Regions from separate parts of the Mus musculus genome. Here region 1 is linked to region 2. Evidence: chromatin contacts called from public HiChIP or PLAC-seq data. All regions are on one chromosome and are shown on one strand. The core of a region is the stretch at or near the end of the contact, and the rest is flanking DNA. Distances in the headings are between cores, read along the strand shown.

Region 1 (7,179 bases), core at 1,619-4,118, 120 kb before region 2:
TAGCTTTTAAATTCATATTCTCTCTCTCTCTCTCTCTCTCTCTCTCTCTCTCTCTCTCGTGTGTGTGTGTGTGTGTGTGTGTGTGTGTGTGTGTGTGTGTAGTGTGTAGTCATCAGCAGAGACTGGAAAAGGGTGTGTGTGTGTGTGTGTGTGTGTGTGTGTGTGTGTGTGTGTAGTGTGTAGTCATCAGCAGAGACTGGAAAAGGGTGCCAGATACCCTGGAGCTAGAGTGGACCCCAGGCCTCCTGTAACCAGGGGCTGACCTTAAACTTAATGTGAAGCTTGAGCTCAGGCGCCTCCTGCCTCAGCCTCCGGAATGCTTGGATTGCAAGTGTGTGCCACATTCAGACTGGTTTTTTAAAAAGGGTTGGTGGTTTCAGTTCCACAGATTTATTTGCTCTCTGTATGTTCACAACTCCCCTCTTATGCATCCCTATCTATTCCAACAACCTAATCAACAGATCTTGATAATTCTTACCCCAAGACAGGAATCAATTATTTTGTTGGATGAGTCCGAAAAGATCCTGTCACTGGCAGAAATAAAGTCAAGCTGCCCAAATACGAGTGTGGCTCTTTGGTAGAATGCCTGCTAGCAGGGTTAATCTATTCCCCCTGACCCTCCCCCTGACCCCCCACCCCCCCCACACACACACACACAAAAAACCCAACCAGCAACAAACAACAGCTATACAGATACAAAGTAGGCTGTGGAAGCAGTTTAACTTTTTATTTATTTATTTATTTATTTATTTATTTGGTTTTGGGAGACAGGGTTTCTCCCTGTAGACCTGGCTGTCCTGGAACCAACTCTGTAGACCAGGCTGGCCTCGAACTCAGAAATCCACCTGCCTCTGCCTCCCAAGTGCTGGAATTAGAAACATGTGCCACCACTGCCCAGCAACACATTGGAACTTTCATACATACTAAGCTGTCAGAAGTGGTCTGCTTGCTTTGTAAACACAACAAAATTACAAATACCTATCTCATATAGGACAGTGTATATTCTATACATGTTTGACACTTTTAAGTTCTCCCAAGCATAATCTAACCAATCATATTTACCTACTTTCAAAATACACTTGTATTTGGCAATAACAATCTCCTGAGGCACTATGATAATATGGACAATACATTACTAAATTAGTAATCAAAATATCTCAACATTGCCACTAATTTAACACATGACCTTGGAAAAGTACCTCTTTATGCCGGGATTTCCTATTCTCCTATAATTTTTACAGTTTTAGGATTACGAACTGAAAGAGTACTCTGAATATAAAAACTTTATGCACTACTATAAATCCACACGGTCAAAAACATCTCCCCTTATTCTCAGCCTAATAGCGATCACTCTGAGGATGTTGGTCTGGCTTTCATATTTACACAACTGACTCTATTCAAAGGCACAGACTATGTCAAGTTTCTCCCCTTCCTGATCTTAGCATGCATTCTGTATTATCATACTAATCATACTAATGCTAAAATACATGCACATTTATCGACCTAGAGAACACATGTCCCAGCATTTGTTTTTAAATAAGCTAACTTACAAAGGGAACTTCCCCAAATGCAGGCAAACTCTTCCTGAACACTCTCCATCCTCGAATTATACACATATAAACAGAGCAGCTATAAACCAACAGACCATCTGGTCTTCAAGACCCAAAACATTTCTTTCCAAGTAGAAACTAACCAGTGACATTTATTAAACTTATTAACACTCAGATCACTATGTCATGTCTGCATATATTTCCGCCTTTCGAGAACACCACAGATCTTGTACAGGTAAACTACCCGCTGAAGATCATCTCCCTTGCTACTTTTGTCCCTTACTTAAACAGACATAAACTGGATCTTGGGGGATGCTCCAATCGGGCCTACTACACAAACTAACCTGTCAGGGGCACAAGCGACTCCGCCTCCACTCGCTTACTTTCCCGTCCCCCTCCCCCAAACCAAGAGCCCGCTGGTCAGGGACACCCCGTCACCCCGCCTAGAGGGACTTCCCGGTAAGCTCAGGATCCCTATCCCTGCTCTCCCTTCCCCCATCCTCACCCCGCTCTCCCGGAGGTCCAGGTCCGGGGGGGTGACAGCGGATCCCGGGTAGCCAAGGAGAGACTACTTGGGGCCTTCAAAGGCCTGCTCACACCGCACTACTCACCGTGCGAGGCCGAGAGCGCCGAGTGCAGGCAAGTGGAGAGAGAGAGGGTGGCAGCCTGGCGCCTCGGCTTCCCTGGCTCCACACTGTAACCCTTCCCGCTTGTCAGGAGGCGGCCAGCGGGTAAGCGGACCGGCGGAAACGCGAGAGAGGAGAAGCCAAAGGCGTAGGTCGGGAAAGGGGAAACCGAGAGAAGGCGGGTCCGGCAACCGAGACCGGGATCGTCTCCCCCCTCCGCAAAGCGAACCCAAAATGGCGGCGGGAGCGGCAGCGGCGGCGGCAGCGGCGGCGGCGGCGGCGGCTCTGGGGAGGGAGGGAGCGAGCGAGCCAGCGAAGGGCGCCGCGTGCCCCCCCTCCCGCCTCCCACTCCTCCCTCCGCGCGCTCTCCCCGCCGCCCTCCCTCCCTCCCTCCCTCCCTCCCTCACCCGACTCCGGCCGCGCAGCGCGCACGCCCGCCCGCACGCTTCCGAGTGGGTCCGGACTGGTCGCGAGCTGCGCCCTCCAACCACCGCCTCCGGCCGCCCCGCGCCGCCAGCACCGACGCGCTCGCTCTGGGGCCTCCGGCTCGCGCGCTCCCGACTCCCTCTCGGCCCTCACGCGTACCTTCCTTGGCGCGAGCCCGAGCCTCCTCCCTCCTCCTCCTCCTCCTCCTCCTTCTCCTCCTCGGCTCGCCTCCCTCTCTTCCCCGCCCCCACGGCTACCAACGGCAGCCACGGCTGCCGCCGCCTTCGCCCCCACCCCTCGAACGTGCGCCTCCCACAATCCCCCCCGCGGGACGTTCCATTGCGCGCCCCTGCTGGGGCCGGGGAGAAGCGGGCACGCCCGCGCAGACGAGGCTGGCCACGGTGACCGGAATGTTTTGAAGAGCGAGCGAAGGTACCTAGGCGCGGACCTCCTGGGACGGGCCACCGCGACGCCGAGGCTTGCTGCCCGCTTCCGGCCGCGGGGCGGGTGGCGCGGTGCCCCTCCGCTGGGCTGTGGTTGCAGCCGCGGCGACTGCGCGTTGGGTAGCTTCCTGCCACACGACCCGAGCTTGCTTCACAACTGCAGGACGGGTGCCTGGGATCCAGCCGCTGGCGGTGTGTGCGGGTCACCGGAGCAGGAGTCCTAGTGTTGGACTCATGGTAAGGGGACTGAGCCACACAGGGGATGCAATGATGAAGGAGGGAAAGGAGCGTGTATTTGAACTGCCCCGAGATAGGGAATGAGGGCAGCAGTGTCGGTGATCCTCCAAGAGGGCATCCTTCAGACCCGGGGCTGCGGACCTGGGACCGGAGGATGAACGGACAGAACGGCTGTTAATATGTTAATGTAGTTTAACCTTGTTAAAGTCCCAGAGGGTACCTATCCTCTGTGATGCTTGTGTGATCCTTGTGCACTTCTCAAAGATTGTGCGAACTCGGTTTGCAACTGGCAGCCTGATGTTAGAGCAGTGGTCCGCGCAGCCTTCCTAATGCTACGACCCTTTAGTACAGTTCCACATGGTGACTCCCTACCATAAAATTAGTTTTGTTGCTACTTCGTAACTGTAATTTTGCTGTTATGAATCTTAATGTAAACATCTGATATACAGGATATCTGATATGGGATCCCTGTGAAGGGTTGTTAGACCTCTCCTCGGGTCGCCACCCGCAGGTTGAGTGTGTGAGGGGATGAAACTATGCACTGAGATTTTATTTCTGGATTTGATCTTTTAGGCCTTCAAATTTTTCCAAGTTATTTATGAGATGCTGGTAGTAAAAATTAGCTAACCCCAAAATATACCTTCAGGGTTGGAGTATGAAATAATGAGATCATATATGTAAAGCAGAATTAGCTCCTGGGTACGGGGAAAATGCGGAGTATTATTGTTATCATTTACAGTGCTGTTGATGTTGATAAGATTTGTAGGTGTAATTGGTAGTTTGTGTTCTATTCATCTAAATTGCTAGTTAAACCAGACCTATGGCATTCATTGGCTGCTAGTATTTGTTTCCGTGTTGACATTGGATGAGTGAATTCAGGGCATGTGATGTTAAAACCCCAACGTTTGATCTACTCATTTTTAGTCTCCCACAAAAAGCAAAGCAAAATTTTAGAGGAATGGCACCTTAAGTTTCCTTTCTTATCTGTGAATTCTTACCTTTGTGATTCAGGGGAAATTTAAACATTACTGCGTTCCATTCATCTCCAGAACCCATTCAATTAATATTCAGTCTTTTTTTGGAATAGGGGTTAAATTGTCTTTTGAGTGGTTGTTTATTTGTTTGTTTTGACAGTCTCACTCTTTAGCCCAAGCTTGCCTGAAACTCTGACAGTCATCCTGTCTTAGCCTCTTTAGAGGTTGGATTATAGGCATGAACCCATACCTGGTTTTCAGATAACCCAACCTTTCCCTATTGGCTGTATGCATTGGGGATTGATTATCTTTGTGTTTCCTTCTTTGAGTTAAAGAGACAATCAGCCTTAATTGACTAGCTGTGAAGTTACTTTTGCTAACCAAGCCCATGCAGTCTACCCAGGGTTGCAGGAATCTTTCTTCAGTAGCTTCCTGTGTGCAACTTTGTATAGGTGTGTGCTTGCATGTGTGCAGACTGTCCGACTGATTTACAGGGTCTATCTCAAAGGACATGGAAATGTTAAAATCAGTGTCACATACTTAAATACTAGGACTAGAAAGCTTGAAGCTATAATCTCAACACTCCACAAAGTGGAGGCAGGAGGATGGAAACTTGGAGGTCATCCACAGCTATGCAGCAAAGTCTTGACTAGCCTGAGTTCCGTGAGACAGTCTCAGAACAACAGTGGGGTTGGGGTGGGGGGCAGGTGAGAGAAAGTTAGTCTGAAGAGCACTGACGGACTTCTGTACTGTTCCTGTTGAACCCTTACAACAGGGAGACTCTTCCTTTTCCAAGCAAAGCTTGAAGTTCAAAGAAATCTGTAACTTGATCTTTAGACTTTAGTTTCCTAACTTTTCCCCTATATCACACTGCCTTCGTAGTAAAAATTCTTTATTTGTATGTGTGTGTGTATATATGGGTGTTTTGTATACATGTATGTCTGTGCATCCTGTGTGTGTGTGTGTTGCCCCCAGAGGCCAGAAGAGGGTGTTGGGTCACCTAAGATTGTGAGCCCCTGCATGGGTGCAGGAGATGGGGTGAGGCACATTAATTTTCCTTCTGTAGTCCCAGTGTTTCTCCAGGAACCCAAACCTGGGCGAGTAGGAGCAAAAAATGTAGCATAAATATGTTTGATTGTGCTGTGCACATGTGCATGCACACTCTTGGGGTGCCAGAGGTCAACTTTAAATGCCACTATTGAGGAGCTAGTCTACTAGTTATTCCTGTTTTGTTTGTTTTGGGTTTCTCTGTGTAGCCCTGGTATCCCTGGAACTCTGTAGACCAGGCTGAACTTAGATTCCCCTGTGTCTGCCTCCAGTGCTGGATTTAAAGGTGTGTGCCTTTATACCAGGTCAGTAGTTGTTGTTGTTGTTGTTGTTGTTGTTGTTGTTTTCTGAAGTAGCTGCCTGCCTAGAACTCAGGTGAGCTGGATTTGATTAGTTACTGGCCTGACTGTCTCCACATTACCCAGTCTTGGAATTATAAAGTATCTACCGCCATGCCTGGCTTTTTATATGTCTAGGATTACATTTTAATGACAAGCACTTTGATAACTGAGTCATAGTTTCCAGCCAAAGCTGTCCTTTTCCCTAATGAAATTAATGGAAACAACTAGTCTTCACTAATTTCCATACAGTCTTTCTCAGTCCACACAATTGAGTGCCGACTTAATATAACAAGGCCTTGGATTTGATCCCCATTACTGCCAGCCCAGTTCCCTGCCCCAGAAATAGTGCTCTGTGCAATTATTTGGTTCATCAATGTGATTGTATTTTCTACTTATGTAGTTGTTGTTTTGAGACAGAGTCTCTCCATGTAGTACTATGTGGCCTGGAACTTGCTGTGTAGAAAACAGGCTGGCTTTGAACTCACAGATTAAAGACCTACATGTACATCCCCACACCTGGCTGTTCTTGCAAGTTGTTGGTTTTTTTCTTAAAAGTATTTTAAAGGGGCTGGAGAGATGGCTCAGGGGTTAAGAGCACTGGCTCCTCTTCCAAAGGTCATGAGTTCAATTCCCAGCAACCACATGGTGGCTCACAACCATCTGTAATTGGATCGAATGCCCTCTTCTGGTGTGTCTGAAGACAGCAACAGTGTACTCAGATAAACATAAAATAAATATTTCCTTTAAAAAAGTATTTTAAATGATATTGAAAATGTAATTTGGACCTAAGTGTTGTGGCTCATACTTGAAATCTCAGCCTTCGGGAGGCAGGAGGATTTCTGAGAGTTCAGGACCAGTCTATATGAGTGTGAGACTTTACAGATGGATAGGTAGACAGACAGACAGAGAGTGAGCTAGCTGGCTAACTAGCTGGGGTGTCTTTTAGTAGTAGAGCATTTGTCTAACATGTACCAGGCCCTGAGTTGATCTCTAACACCACTAAGATAAAAGCCAAACAAAATGTAATTTAGTATAGGTTGGTTTGGTTTGGTTTGGTAACCGTCTCACAGAGTATAGGCTAGCCTTGAACTTACTGTACAGTGGAGGATGAATGACTTCTGGTCATCTTGCCTCCACCTTTAATGCACTGTGTTTACAGTGGACATCCCTGTACCCAATCTATGAAATGCTGGAGATGGAGCCCGGAGCTGTGTTCTTGCTATGCAAGTGCTGTATGACCTGAGCTCCTCCCCAGCCCTGGTTTGGTTTGCTCTTTTGGGATTGGGTTTCACTCAGTGCTATCCTAGAACTCACTTTGTAGACCAAGTTGTCCTTAAACTCACAGAGATCCACCTGTTTCTGCTTCCCAAATGCTGGTATAAAAGGTGTGGGCCATTATGACCCAGCTTAACGAAGTCCAAGAGAACTAAGTAAAAAGGATAACAAGTGGAGTATGTAGAACCTTGTTCCAGCCTGTGACCAAGAGTTTTGAATCATACTCTCAGCTACACCCATGCCCTATAGCTGCCTCCTCC
Region 2 (6,638 bases), core at 272-2,771:
AGACTTCATGTGATAGTGCAGGCCTCTTCCCAGCCTAGGAAGAGGCAGGTGGATCTCTGTGAGTTCAAAGCCAGACTGGCCTGGAACTGGCCACCTGCACTTACATTCACATACCCACACACAGACACACAAGGAAAAATTTTCAAAAGTCAATCTTATAGCATTGAATATCACTCTTCTAGTATCCTTGTCTTCCAGAGCTATCAAGTCAGTGAGAAAACAGAATCCATAACTGGTTTCTCCACTATCCAGCATTATGTGGCATTGTAGACACTCTGTGACTCTTCCCTGAAGAGATGAATGAATGAAAGTGGGCCTAAACAAAGTTAGGCTGCGTTTGGACCAAACAGGCAGCATTTCCATAGGTACTGGAAGGTGAATTCCAGCCTGCTGTGTATCTCAGGGTGATCGTGTGTTGTGATCTTGCTGCTTCCACTGACAGGTGTTTCAGCACATCTCTTTAATAAGTTAGGAACCCAGAGTTTTATGCATGTAAGGCAAGCATCCTACCTCTAACTTCATCCCCAGCCCACACACACACACACACACACACACACACACACACACACGTTGCATCCTTCTATGCTGGAAATCCTTACTTTCAGACATAGGTCCAAGACCAGAATAAGCCTCATTGGCAACCTTCACGCCTGAAAGATCACTCAACACTACCAGAGAAAACTTACTCAGAGTTTGATCTATAAAGCTAATCTTAAGCCTCCGAAACGCACATTCTCTAGGGCATTAAGGGAGGCCCCTCGCCCTAAGAGCCCAGGTCCTTATCGTCGTAAAGCTCAATAACCGAGAGAAGATTCGCTGATCCTGTCGGGGAGGAGAGTAAAAGAGTACGGAGGGGAGTGGGGATAACCTAGGTGATTCCTTATTTCACAGATGACTTCCTAAGGTTCACAGAGAAGGAAGCAGAGGGGAAGCGGGGAGAGAGGGGCAGCCAGGGGCCATTCAGTCAGAACTGTGAGAGGATCGCTCCAAGCGCTTCAAACTACCATACCTCCAAGAGTCTGCTCCTTTTTTGTTGTTGTTTGTTTGTGTTTTTGTTTTGTCGAGACAGGGTTTCTCTGTGGAGCCCTGGAACTCACTCTAGAAATCCGCCTGCCTCTGCCTCCCGAGTGCCGGAATTAAAGGCGTGCAACCACCACCGCCCCGCAAGAGTCTGCTCCTTGAAGGCCAGGAAAGGCTTACCAAGAGTGAGTGAACGCACCGAGCAAGCAGTCCCCAGATCCCCCCTGAACAAGCATTTCACAGGACTCCTAGCTCCGCTCTCGACACCTCAGCGCTCAACGTTAGCCCAGGTCCGCACCAGCACGCACACCCCTGCTACCCGATTCCCCTCTTGCACCGGGCACCCAGCCTCGGAGCAGACGCCCCTCATCCTGGGCACCCTCCGCCCGGGAGCCCCACGTCTAACGTGCTGCTTCCCGCCCCACCACACACTACCAAATACCCTCAGAGGCCCGCTCTGATCCCGCGGAAACTCAGCTCCTGCACCAGCGGAAGTAACGCAACGGCACCGGCTGACGTGCGCGCCCCCGATGCGCGGGACCTCCGCGTCAAGGAGCATGCGCCAGATGATCGGCGCCATCATGTTTTAGGGCCTGGTGAAGCCACAGCCCTGGTACGTCAGTTCATGGAAAAAGTAACCCAACACATGACAAATAGATGGATGAGGAGGAGGCAGACGTAGGCCTGATTTCGAGGCCAGGCTAGTCTACAGGACGAGCTTTAGGACGGCCATGGCCACACACAGAAACCCTGTCTCGGAAACAAAGAAAAAGAATGAAAGAAAGGGAAGGAGGGAGGAAGGCAAGGGTTGGGGGAGTCTTCCTACTCTTCTCTAGTTACCGACCAAACTCAAAACCTGGGGGTGGGGAATCCATAGTTTCCATAGCGTAAGTTGACAACTAATCACCCTCCCCACAAAATACTTGGAACATAGGAAGAAAAGGAGAATTCCTAAAATTCAGAGAGATGCTTCATATAGCTGAGGTCAAAGCCAGATTTGAACTCGAGGTATAGTAGTTATTCATATCTGCATAATAGTCTTTATTTTGCAAAATGTTCTCTTTTTCTTTTTTTTTTTTTTTTTAAAGAGATTTATTTATTTTGCGTATATTAGCTCACTGTCACTGTGTTCAGACACCCCAGAAGAGGGCATCAGATCCCATGACAGATGGTCGTGAGCCACCTTGTGGTTGCTGGGTACTGAACTCAGGAGCTGTCAGGGGTGCTCTTAACTGCTGAGCCATCACTCCAACCAGCAAAATGTTCTTAAACTAGGTAATTTGGTCACCACAATAAATCCTGTGTACCAATGAATATTTTTATCACTTTTTTCCAGTTTGTAGATTCTAACTCTACAGGACAGATGAACTCACAAAAATACCCAAATATCAAAAGGAGTCAGGTATAAGTTATTCCAATTCTAGCTTCTAATGTATTGACCCAGTGCTCAGTAAAGAGCCTGAGCCATAATGTTCAAAAATTCATTTTTTTTCTGGTTTCGAGGCCAGCCTGGTCTACAAAATGAGTTCCAGAACAGACAGGGCTATACAGAGAAACCCTGTCTCAAAAAAAAAAAAAAAAAAAAAAAAAGAAAAAAAAACCTAAATTTGGAAACTTGAATCCATATTGTGTGTATTTATATATGTATGTACAAATACAGAGTTGACATTTGTTTTAAGTTGGCTATGGTACACTGTACCACGAATACCTTCCTGTTTAAAATCATCATGTCTTTTGTAGTATAACCTTTAATTTCCAGTTATCTCTCTTTAGCCTCCAAATACCAGGTTAACTAAAAATGCAGTGGTCTTTTCCTTGCAAGTAGTATAAAAGCAGTTTCCCAATTGAGTATAATAATTTAAAAAAAAAAAGTTTTGAGTTTCAGTGATGATACAAATTATGCTTAGGAAAAATAATCAGGAAACTTTAAAAATCAATTCATTCATCTTTTCTAGTAGTTTCTCTAACTTAAAAAATACACTTTTTAGGCAGAGTGGTCTATGACTGTAACACTAGCATTTGGCAGGTGTTGAAAGGAGTTCAAGACCAGCCTGGACTACACAGTAAGTTCAAGGTCAGTCTGTATTACCCAAGACCCTGTCAATAAATGTAATTAAAATTACTCTTGACAGGCTGTGGTGGCTCAATAGGAGATTGTAATCCTATCAATAGGAGATTTCCAGTCCAGTATAGGCTGGCTAAACAAATGAGTTGCAGAGCAGCCTGGTTGAGAGAGACTGTCTTTTTGAAAAATCACAACTTCTCTTCTCTGTCATTGGGGAGGGGGGGGGGTCACATTAAGAAACCAAAAGCGCTCTTTTGGTCACAGCTGGCCTGATCTTGGAATCAAAACCCAAACCCTACAAAGGAAAAGAAAGGCGACAGGCCATTAGCAGAGACAAAGGAATCTCCAACTGCGGAGAAAAGCCAGGTTCCGAGAAAGAGCCCTCACCTCGGCCACATGTTCCCATGTCCTCAATCTAAAGTCAGAGCCACCCGAGCATGTGCAGCAGGGTGAAGCGACTCATTATTATTATCATTATTATTATTATTATTTTGCATATTTTCTGGTGTTTTATACTCCAGAGTACTGGGTTTAAAAGCATGCACCACTACTGCCCAGCCGACTTTAAGTCTTTATTATTGTCTCTGCTTTTCTGAGATAGGTTCTTGTTATACACGTCAGACTGGCCTGAAACTCTTGATCCTTCTGCTTCTACCCAGGTTTCAATCTTTAGTCAGTTTCCATAAATGCCTTTACTGTTTCAGGAGTGCGCTAAAATAATAGCCATCAATACTGAAACAGTATAGAATTTTGCTTTTCTCAACTCCTCGGACCCAGAAGGTTCAGCTTCTAGCTATATAAACTCAGGCAACTAGAATTACAGCTTCAGAAGACGCTAAAGCGACTATCTTCCTGCCCTTCTGTATTTGGAGACCTATCCAAGACTGTCCTTGACTCTCCTTCCTCACCCACTTGAGTGCTATAGTCACAGGGATGTGCGACTGAGCTAGCTAAACACCCACACTTCTTACTGGGCTTTGAAATTTAGCCACAATCGCCCACAGCCTGTGAATGGGCGGAGACTCATCCTCGGAAAAACTCGGCAGTGGGCGGGGTCTTCTCTCGAAGAGCTTCCGGAATCTTTCGGGCAGAGGCGGAGTCTTCTGCCAAGGGCCTTTCAGAAGAGGCGGAGCCTATCTCTCATCAGGACCAGTCTGACTGCACCTGCATCCTTAGCTCAGAGCATCCCTGGAGCATCTAAGAGGAAAGCGCAGCTAGCAACCAGGGATCGTACTGCAGGGGCAATCGGTCATGCACCTTCCCCTCCCCTGATCTGGAGGTCTACAGCCGCGGCCTCGGTACTGACCGAGATTCCCAAAGTTGTCTGACCTCTGCAAAAGTGTTTCTATCAACAGCCTCTGATTACAACATGGCTGAGATCACAAATATACGCCCCAGCTTTGGTAAGTAGAGCCTGACAAACTAATTTGGGGGCGATCAGTGCCGTTGCAATGCCAGATAGCTGAGGAATGGGCGGGGAGTGAAGTCCAAATGGGACCCTCTCATTGCCAGCCCAGCCAGAATAGGGCCTGAGGTCATGAGTAGAAGGCTGTGGAGAACCTCTGAATTTCAGCTGTGGGATGCAGGCTCTGGCAAGGGCAGAGTGCCACCGAGGATAGGCAGGTCCAGGACGCTAAAACCTTGATGGTAAACCCTTGATGGTGCACTGTCAGCACGTCTGGAGGTGAGAAATGGCAAGCTTGCAGAGGATGTGAACAACCCCCCCCCACCCCTCTTTCTGGAGGAAGAGAGGTGAGGTAGGCGGAGCCCTCCCCCTAGGGGCACACAGGGCGGTGCCCCTTCCTCCCCCTCCTACTTCTGAGGGCTGCAGAAGAGGAAAGTGGGGAGGGGGATGGGACATCAAGATGGCAGCGTGGAGACTATGGGCTGTATGGCTGGAAGCCAAGGGAGGCGGAGGCCTCCAGGGAAAGAAGGGTGCGGGGGTGGGGAGCACAAATGAAGCCACTCCTTAAGCCGGTCAGAGGGTTGCTAGGGCTGGGGTAAAATGCTAGCCCTGCATGCTTCTTTCTGCACCGTAATGGTGTAGTCCTTCGCGGTGTTACCAAATGGCGCTTGGCGCCGCCGGGCGGAGAGATGACGTGATGTCTATTTCTGAACCTCCTGGCAGTGCCTAGGCGCCCCTTCCGGGGCCTTTGTTCCCTGTTTTCCCGGTCTGGCTTTTCAAATAGGGGTACTCACCCGCGCTGGTGCTGGCCAGGGAGGCAATCCTGGCCTGGGGGAGGGGCTGGAGAGGCCCAGCCCGGGGGAGGCTGCTTTGTGTACCACAGAAAGCATTACGTCATCTTGGAGTGGCTGGTCTGCGACCTAGCCCTCTGGGTTCTCAGAGCACTTTTACACTCCCTGGGGCAGAAAGTGCTGTGGTAAATAGGTGGGAAAGAAAGCAAGAGAGGCTTGGCCAAGTCCTTTCCTCTTGGGGAACTCCTCCATAACGATCCAGGAGCGCAAACTTCTCATGCTGTGCTCCACACCACATAAATAGTAAAATAAAATTGTCCTTCGATTGGAGGAATCAAGTAAGAGTTGTTGCAGAGCGAACCTAGAACCTTCATATTCCTTAAGAGAGTATATCCCTCAGACAATCCAGGTGTGAACATTAGGTTCCAAAATTTAGGGTAGAGACACAAGCCATCTTTAAAAAAATAAAATAAAAATGGCTTTCTCACTCCCAAGTAAGAGGCATATGTAACTGAACGGAACCCAATGTTCTCCACATAACAAGCCATCAGATCTCAGCGAAAGCATCCAGACAATGGATCTTCACACCCCTCAGCCCTTGTTCCCATTTGACCCCAAGGCTGGATCTTATGTATTTCTTCAGCTTTGCTCTCTGTCTCTATCCTTTAAGTCTTGAGTTTCCCAGACCGAAATCCATTTTGTGATCACATGAAAAACCCAGGATTTTCTTCACAATCTTTTGCTTCTCAAACTCTCTTCTTCCAGCAGCGTCCTTTCTCTAATTGCAAGTCTAGAGCCTTTTGAGAGTAGATGAAACAAAACCTAGACTTGTGGTTTCTTTACTTCCTGAGTTCAAGGCCAGTTTAGGGCTACTTCCTGAGTTCAAAACCTGACTGGACAAGGTCATGAGATTGGTCCCTAAAAACAAGAAGCCAGGAATGGTGGCTCAAGGCAGAGGGAGAAGTGTCATGAATTCAAAGTAAGTCTGAGTGAGACCAGTCAGCATGGGCTAGAGACTGAAACCTTGAAAAAATAATGCAAAGTAAAAAAGTGATCGTAGCATGGTGGATCACACTACAGTCCTATGGCACTGGGAAGGTGGAGTTTAGAACATTCAGAATTCAAAGGCCAAGGCAGGAAAATGGATCAGTATGTAGAACACTTGGGCTCAAACCTAACGAACTAAGTTCTAGCCTTAGAGCCCACATGAAGGTGGAAGGAGAAAAAGGACTCCACAGAGCTGTCATCTACCTTTACCCATACACTCATGGCATGTCACACACACGCACATGCACACATAGTAATATGGTTTTTGAAATATTTAAAACAAAAAATTCAAGGCCAGTTTTTGGTTGTA

The links. HiChIP or PLAC-seq counts read pairs in DNA pulled down with a chosen protein or histone mark.
Region 1: an H3K4me3 HiChIP or PLAC-seq map of embryonic stem cells shows a contact between it and region 2, with 20 read pairs. The contact joins the promoter of Dap3 here to the promoter of Gon4l in region 2. A contact is called at or near these places in 1 of 484 Hi-C or Micro-C datasets (B cells), 3 of 115 datasets of contacts at active chromatin or transcription factors (effector CD8 T cells, embryonic stem cells and memory CD8 T cells) and 1 of 9 other capture datasets (adipose tissue).

Annotation. Positions count from the first base shown.
Region 1 is chr3:88,945,971-88,953,149 of GRCm38.p6, reverse strand. It overlaps Dap3 (death associated protein 3), which reads left to right and starts at 2,868. Exons shown (of 13, transcript NM_022994.3): 1 at 2,868-3,282. The coding sequence starts at 3,280. It also overlaps a transcript of Ash1l not described here.
Region 2 is chr3:88,830,114-88,836,751 of GRCm38.p6, reverse strand. It overlaps Gon4l (gon-4-like (C.elegans)), which reads right to left and starts at 1,521. Exons shown (of 33, transcript NM_001242372.1): 1 at 1,456-1,521. It overlaps 1500004A13Rik (RIKEN cDNA 1500004A13 gene), which reads left to right and starts at 4,205. Exons shown (of 3, transcript NR_160680.1): 1 at 4,205-4,488.